2 separate regions of the Danio rerio genome follow, and region 2 is linked to region 1. The links are chromatin contacts, called in public HiChIP or PLAC-seq maps. All regions are on one chromosome and are shown on one strand. Each heading gives the region's core, a stretch centred on a gene start, on an enhancer-like site or on the middle of the called end of the contact. The rest is flanking DNA. Distances are from core to core; before and after follow the strand shown. Region 1 holds the start of slc22a23 (solute carrier family 22 member 23). Region 2 holds the start of higd1a (HIG1 hypoxia inducible domain family, member 1A).

Region 1 (2,788 bases), core at 185-2,684:
ACAACTATAGGGTGTGTTATAGCCACTACACCACAGTTTAGCTAAAGCAAAAATAAGCTACAGTGTTTATTATGCATCAGTTTGCTATAGTTAATGCTACAGTATGATTTAGCATTCATTACAAGCTTTTACTGTTTAAAAACTATAGTATTTACTATTAATTACTATAGTATTATTTAATGTGGGAACAGTATAAAGCGTTCTATGTGAAGATACAGAGTAGCTAACAGGGGCGGACTGGCCATCTGGCAAATGCCAGAAGGGCCGGACCATTTTTTAAATGTGGGCCGGTCAGTTATTTTTATTTTATTTTATTTTTTTCATATGTATTGTTTTTTAAATGTAGGCAGCTTTTATCTCTTGCGAGATGTGAATATTATGATGATGATGATGGTGATAATAGTAAGAATAATAGTCAATGTTAAGCATTGGCCCAATCGGCAACAACCGGCTGGTTTCGAGATGGGCCGACCCAATCTGAGGTTACGCAGACGTAATCAAAATCTGGCAAGAATGTCAAACAAACAGTAAGTGCAACACAAGCTAATTGACAGAGATGGACCATAAAAAGGGAAAAGCAGTCAAGTCAGACAATGCTAAATACATAAAATTTACTGAACTAGTCCCGAAAGGGGGCAGTGCAGTGGCGCAGTGGTTAATGCTGTCGCCTCACAGCAAGTAAGTCGCTGGTTTGAGCCTCATCTGGGTCAGTTGGTGTTTCTGTGTGGAGTTTGCATGTTCGCGTGGGTTTCCTTCTGATTCAAGTCCAAACACATGCTGTAGGTGAATTGGGTAGGCCAATTGGGAATTGGGTAACCCAGTAATGGGTTGCAGCTTTGAGGGCATCCACTGTGTAAAACATATGCTGGATAAGTTGGCGATTCCCAGATTAATAAAGGGATTAAGCCGAAAAGAAAATGAATGACATGATTGCATATATAAATGGGTTGTTTTTGTTCCAGTCACACACATCAAATGTTTAAATATCTCTTAAATAGGTACCGCTTATATCATTTTACCATCTGTACACCAATATAAGTAGTGAATGTGCGTGTCCTTGGGTGGGGCTGTGTCGGTGTGATAATGTGGGCTGGTGTGGCTACAGTGCCAGGGCTGATTTTTAGTCCCAGTTCGGCCCTGGTAGCTAACATTGAGGCTAAATAAATACTGATATTTTTGACACTCCACTTGCCATTTGCATACACCTGCTGCCGGGTTGATCCGGTAGAGAGCAGCAGACACTGCTAAATAAACACAGAACAGTCATTAATACATTAAACAACCAAATAAACAACAACAAGCAGCATTTAATTCTTAAATATATAACACTTTTTTTGTTTAGCACGATTTGTTAGAGAAGCATATTAGCGTTAGTAGAGCACTGACAGGAATCAATGCCATCCAATGAATGCGGTGCTGTCGAAGTTCCGCCCTCAGCGAATGTGTGTGTGTGTGTGTAGCCTTTGTATGTGTGTGTGTGTGTGTGTTTGTTCGGTCATTGTGATCCCCGGAGATCTCCAAGCTGAAGTAACTCGGTAATTTGTGGGAGAACGGGAGATTCCTGCGCTCACCGAGTGGATCATGGTGATGACGTCAGGCGACGGCGGTGGCGGCGGGTCTGCGTGCACCGGGACAGGTGTGTTACCTGTGGCTGCATACTGCTGGATCTCCAACATGCCCATTAAAATGAACTGCATTTCCTGAATGCGTTTTTAATATGATTACCTATTTATTTGCGGCTACTGACGCCTTCGACTTTTAGTCTATTGATTGATCGCGAGCAGTTCGTGACGCTTTGCAAACGCGTGAAGACACGCAAAAAAAAACCACTCCCTGAGCACTGGATGTCAAGCGCGCTTTTGGAGAGGAGAAAATCACGTTTATTCGGTGTGACGCATCACCGGGACCGGACTGCAGCATGTGCGAGACGGTGATGGCCGTTTCTCAGCTGGACACCGAGTCCCACGCACCGGAGAACGGATTTGTGACCCCCGAAACTAGTAAATCTCCGGGGCTGCTCTCGCAGACTGACGGCGGCGTTTTACCGAGTGTGGGTGGATTTGGGAAGTATCAGAAACAGCTGATCGTTTTAACGTGGATCCCGGCCATTTTTATAGGCTTCAGCCAGTTTTCTGACAATTTTCTCCTGACTAATCCGTGTCCTGAGCCGCATAATAACAGCAGCCAGCTCCTGACTGTTGCTCCGACCGCCGTTAGCACCGTGTTTACCGGTGTAAATACCGAGGCGGCATCGCAATGCAACTGCACGCCGTCCAGCTATAAACTGCAAAACGGATTAGAGCAAAATATTGTCACCAAGGTAAGTGGAGTCATCCCTGAGCTACAATGTTAGGTGGCATAGGCTAATTTAAAAGGAACCAACTTGAAGGGGTAGTTCACACAGACATGAAAATACTGTCATCAAATTCTGTCACTATCTTGAGCTGTTGTTCTGCTGAACTCAAATGAAGATATTCTGAACAATGTTGGACACCATTGACATCTATATAAGCACATATTATTGAAGTCAATGGTTACCGGTTTCCAACAATATATCTTCATTTTCTCTATGTTCAACACAACAACAACAACAAAAAACTTGAGGCTGAATGAATGATGACAAATCTCAATTTTGGATTAACTTTCCCTTTAAAAGGATATTAAACATGAAAATTCTGTCTGTTCACTCACTATTTCAATAAATAATGAGTGAATGTTCATTTTGGGGTGAACAATTCCTTTAAAATTAACAATATGTCATTGTTTATTCACACAGTTAACTTGTTCC
Region 2 (2,788 bases), core at 154-2,653, 74 kb before region 1:
CTATCAAAAAACGTGCAATAAAACTTCTCCGTACAGTAAAATTCAGCCTCTTATTCATTCCTGAGCCAAAAAATGACTAACATTCATCTTTAAACATGATTTACAGTAAGACTCCCACTAAAATGTAATTCTGAGTAACAGTAGTTCATATCTAGAACAAGAATCATTTGATTTCATGATAAAAGAAAATGTATGGATCACAGTACAGCCACAAACACTAATTCACTGCCAGTTTTACTCTCTATACGTTGCCATTAACCTTTAAACCACTAGGCTTGCCTAAAAATCGCTTAGAATATGATCAAATTTAGGATGATCATTTATTATTTGAGAGACATTCAAAAGCACAGAATGAGATTGTTGTTTTATCTGAATATTAATACATCCGTTACACACGTTGACAATTTATCTTCTCAAACATTGAAATACTGAAAACTTTTAATAAAAAAACTTAACAAATAGAAACCCCATGAACCGAAAATAAAAACATGACCAATTTCATATCTAATATTAATAATTCACAACAGTTTACCTGCAGGGACGAATGGATTCTGCTTGATTTTTCTCATCAACTTGGACTCATTGTCTTCGTATCCAATGTCGCTCATCTTGGCTAAAATGAAAAATTATAGGGGGAAAACAACGATTAGAAATTATTAAAGGTCATAGTGTAATTCTCTGCAGAAATTTTTAATTTGGAATTTTTTATTATGCTTATTTTGTGCCGCTGCCAGGTTTCCACTTGTATTAAGCCAAATATAATATAGTTAAACAAACCGGCCAATAAATAAGTCAAACACAATTCACATTGATGCTAACTATATTAAACTGTGCTGAACAATAAAAAATTAAATTAAATTAATTAATTAAGGAGGAAATTATTTTAAAAATGTGATGTTAGGCTATTTGTGAGCGGTATCAAGAAACGGTTAATCATAAATAAGAGTGGATAACGAAAATCAATCAGTTTATCTGAATAACCGAGTTCAAAACTGATACTCATGTCATATATGAAGGTCAAGCGATGCGTTCAGGCCGTTTTAAAATATAGATTTTACACGGTTTAAATTAAAACAACAGCGTATATGTGTAATAAAACTAGCAAACATACAAGAAAATAATCTTTTAATTTAAATTTGACTATCAAATTCGATGTAAGTGGAGCCATTTCCTCCTCACAAGTCTCCAAAAACACACAAAAATCACTCTCGTTATGCCTTATATAAGATTATCTTGGATAATCTAAGCTTTAAATATATGAGGCTAAATATTTAGATGTTATAATAAGATGTAAGACATACCTATATAAGTATTTCCCACTGTAGAGAAGAAAAGCTGCTCTCTTTTCGCCGGTTCAACTGCTGCGTGTGACTGTCGGCGTGCCGGGAACACTGTGATGTAACATAGCTTACGTCAAAGTGACGCAACTGTCAGGCAATGCGCGCGACAAAATAAAAGTCTACAACAAGGCGACTTTCCAGCGCAGCTGGGAGATCACACATTTGGAAATATCCATCCCCTTTAATCCCAATTATTTTTGTACTTTAAATCAGCTGTAAAAAATTCAAAGTAATTATTCACACACATTTCTAAAATCATAATTTAAATGTTATACCTTTATTTTGAAGAAATCCGCCTTTTGAAGGAGTTTCAAAGGAATTTTTTTCCCCGCATGTGAGGGGTGTGACCTTATGAGTGCAGCCGAGGTCAGTACTCATCAAAGACAGACTGTAATTCACATTTAATTGTCATAAACAGGAAAGGGCGTCTTCGTACTGTATTTATTTATGTTTATTTTGATTAATTAAACGCGTTTACATTAAACTGCGGTACTCATGTAGTCTATTTATGCATATGACTGTCACTCAGTGTCTAAATCTTGTAATAAATAAACATTTTACAGCAGTGTATCTGAAATCTGCAGTTCGTAATTGACGTCAGATAAACTGTGTTTGCTGAAGCCTTCTGCATCAATTCTATTTTGCATATTAATGCGCTAATTTAAATAAAATCAAAGGAAACACGAATTGATGACGTACTTAAAAGTCACAATGCATCTTATGTCTTTGCCTAAACAATGTAAAACATGAATAAATAAATAAAAATAACACTTTCCACTACTTTTACAGTCGAAATATAATCACCGATCATTATTTAATTTGGAGTATATTTCTAGTTCTGCTTCTTAATGCGGTTGAATACATAAATAGGCTGGAATCTGTAGCCTTTAAATGTGTGTTGTCTGAACTCAAACATGTATTTAAATGAACATTCGGTGCTCTGGATCAACTGTAATACTTATATGACTCGATAGATGGCTTACAATGTTGAGCTGAGTCACTGTGACTCTATATAAGCTCTGTTCGCTTAATACACCAAGTTTAACAATATATATTTATTTTATTTTCGGCTTAGTCGCTTTATTAATCAGGGGTCGCCACAGCAGAATGAACCGCCAACTTATCCAGCATTTGTTTTCACACTCTTCCAGCTGCAAACGAAAACATCCATGCACTCCCATTCACACACATACACTACGGATAATTTTAGCTTATTCAATTCGCCTATAGCGCATGTGTTTGGACTTGTAGTGGAAACCGGAGCACCCGGAGGAAACCCATGCCAAAACGGGAGAACATGCAAACTCCACACAGAAATGCCGAGGCTCAAACCAGCAACCTTTTTGCTGTGAGGTGATCGTGCTACTCACTGCTCCACTGTGACATCCAAAATTTGTAATATGTAATAAATATGGTATATGTTTTGGCTTCGTGTAGATTCTAACGTG

The links. HiChIP or PLAC-seq counts read pairs in DNA pulled down with a chosen protein or histone mark.
Region 2: a contact with region 1 is called in an H3K4me3 HiChIP or PLAC-seq map of embryo, with 2.6 times the contacts expected there. The contact joins the promoter of higd1a here to the promoter of slc22a23 in region 1. A contact is called at or near these places in 2 of 4 datasets of contacts at active chromatin or transcription factors (embryo and gastrula embryo).

The regions. Positions count from the first base shown.
Region 1 is chr2:2,246,220-2,249,007 of GRCz12tu, reverse strand. slc22a23 (solute carrier family 22 member 23) reads left to right here and starts at 1,434. Exons shown (of 10, transcript NM_001351708.1): 1 at 1,434-2,320. The coding sequence starts at 1,919. LOC141377659 (a long non-coding RNA gene) reads right to left here. Exons shown (of 3, transcript XR_012390145.1): 3 at 1,469-2,788.
Region 2 is chr2:2,320,060-2,322,847 of GRCz12tu, reverse strand. higd1a (HIG1 hypoxia inducible domain family, member 1A) reads right to left here and starts at 1,403. Exons shown (of 4, transcript NM_200100.2): 1 at 1,302-1,403; 2 at 533-613. The coding sequence starts at 608.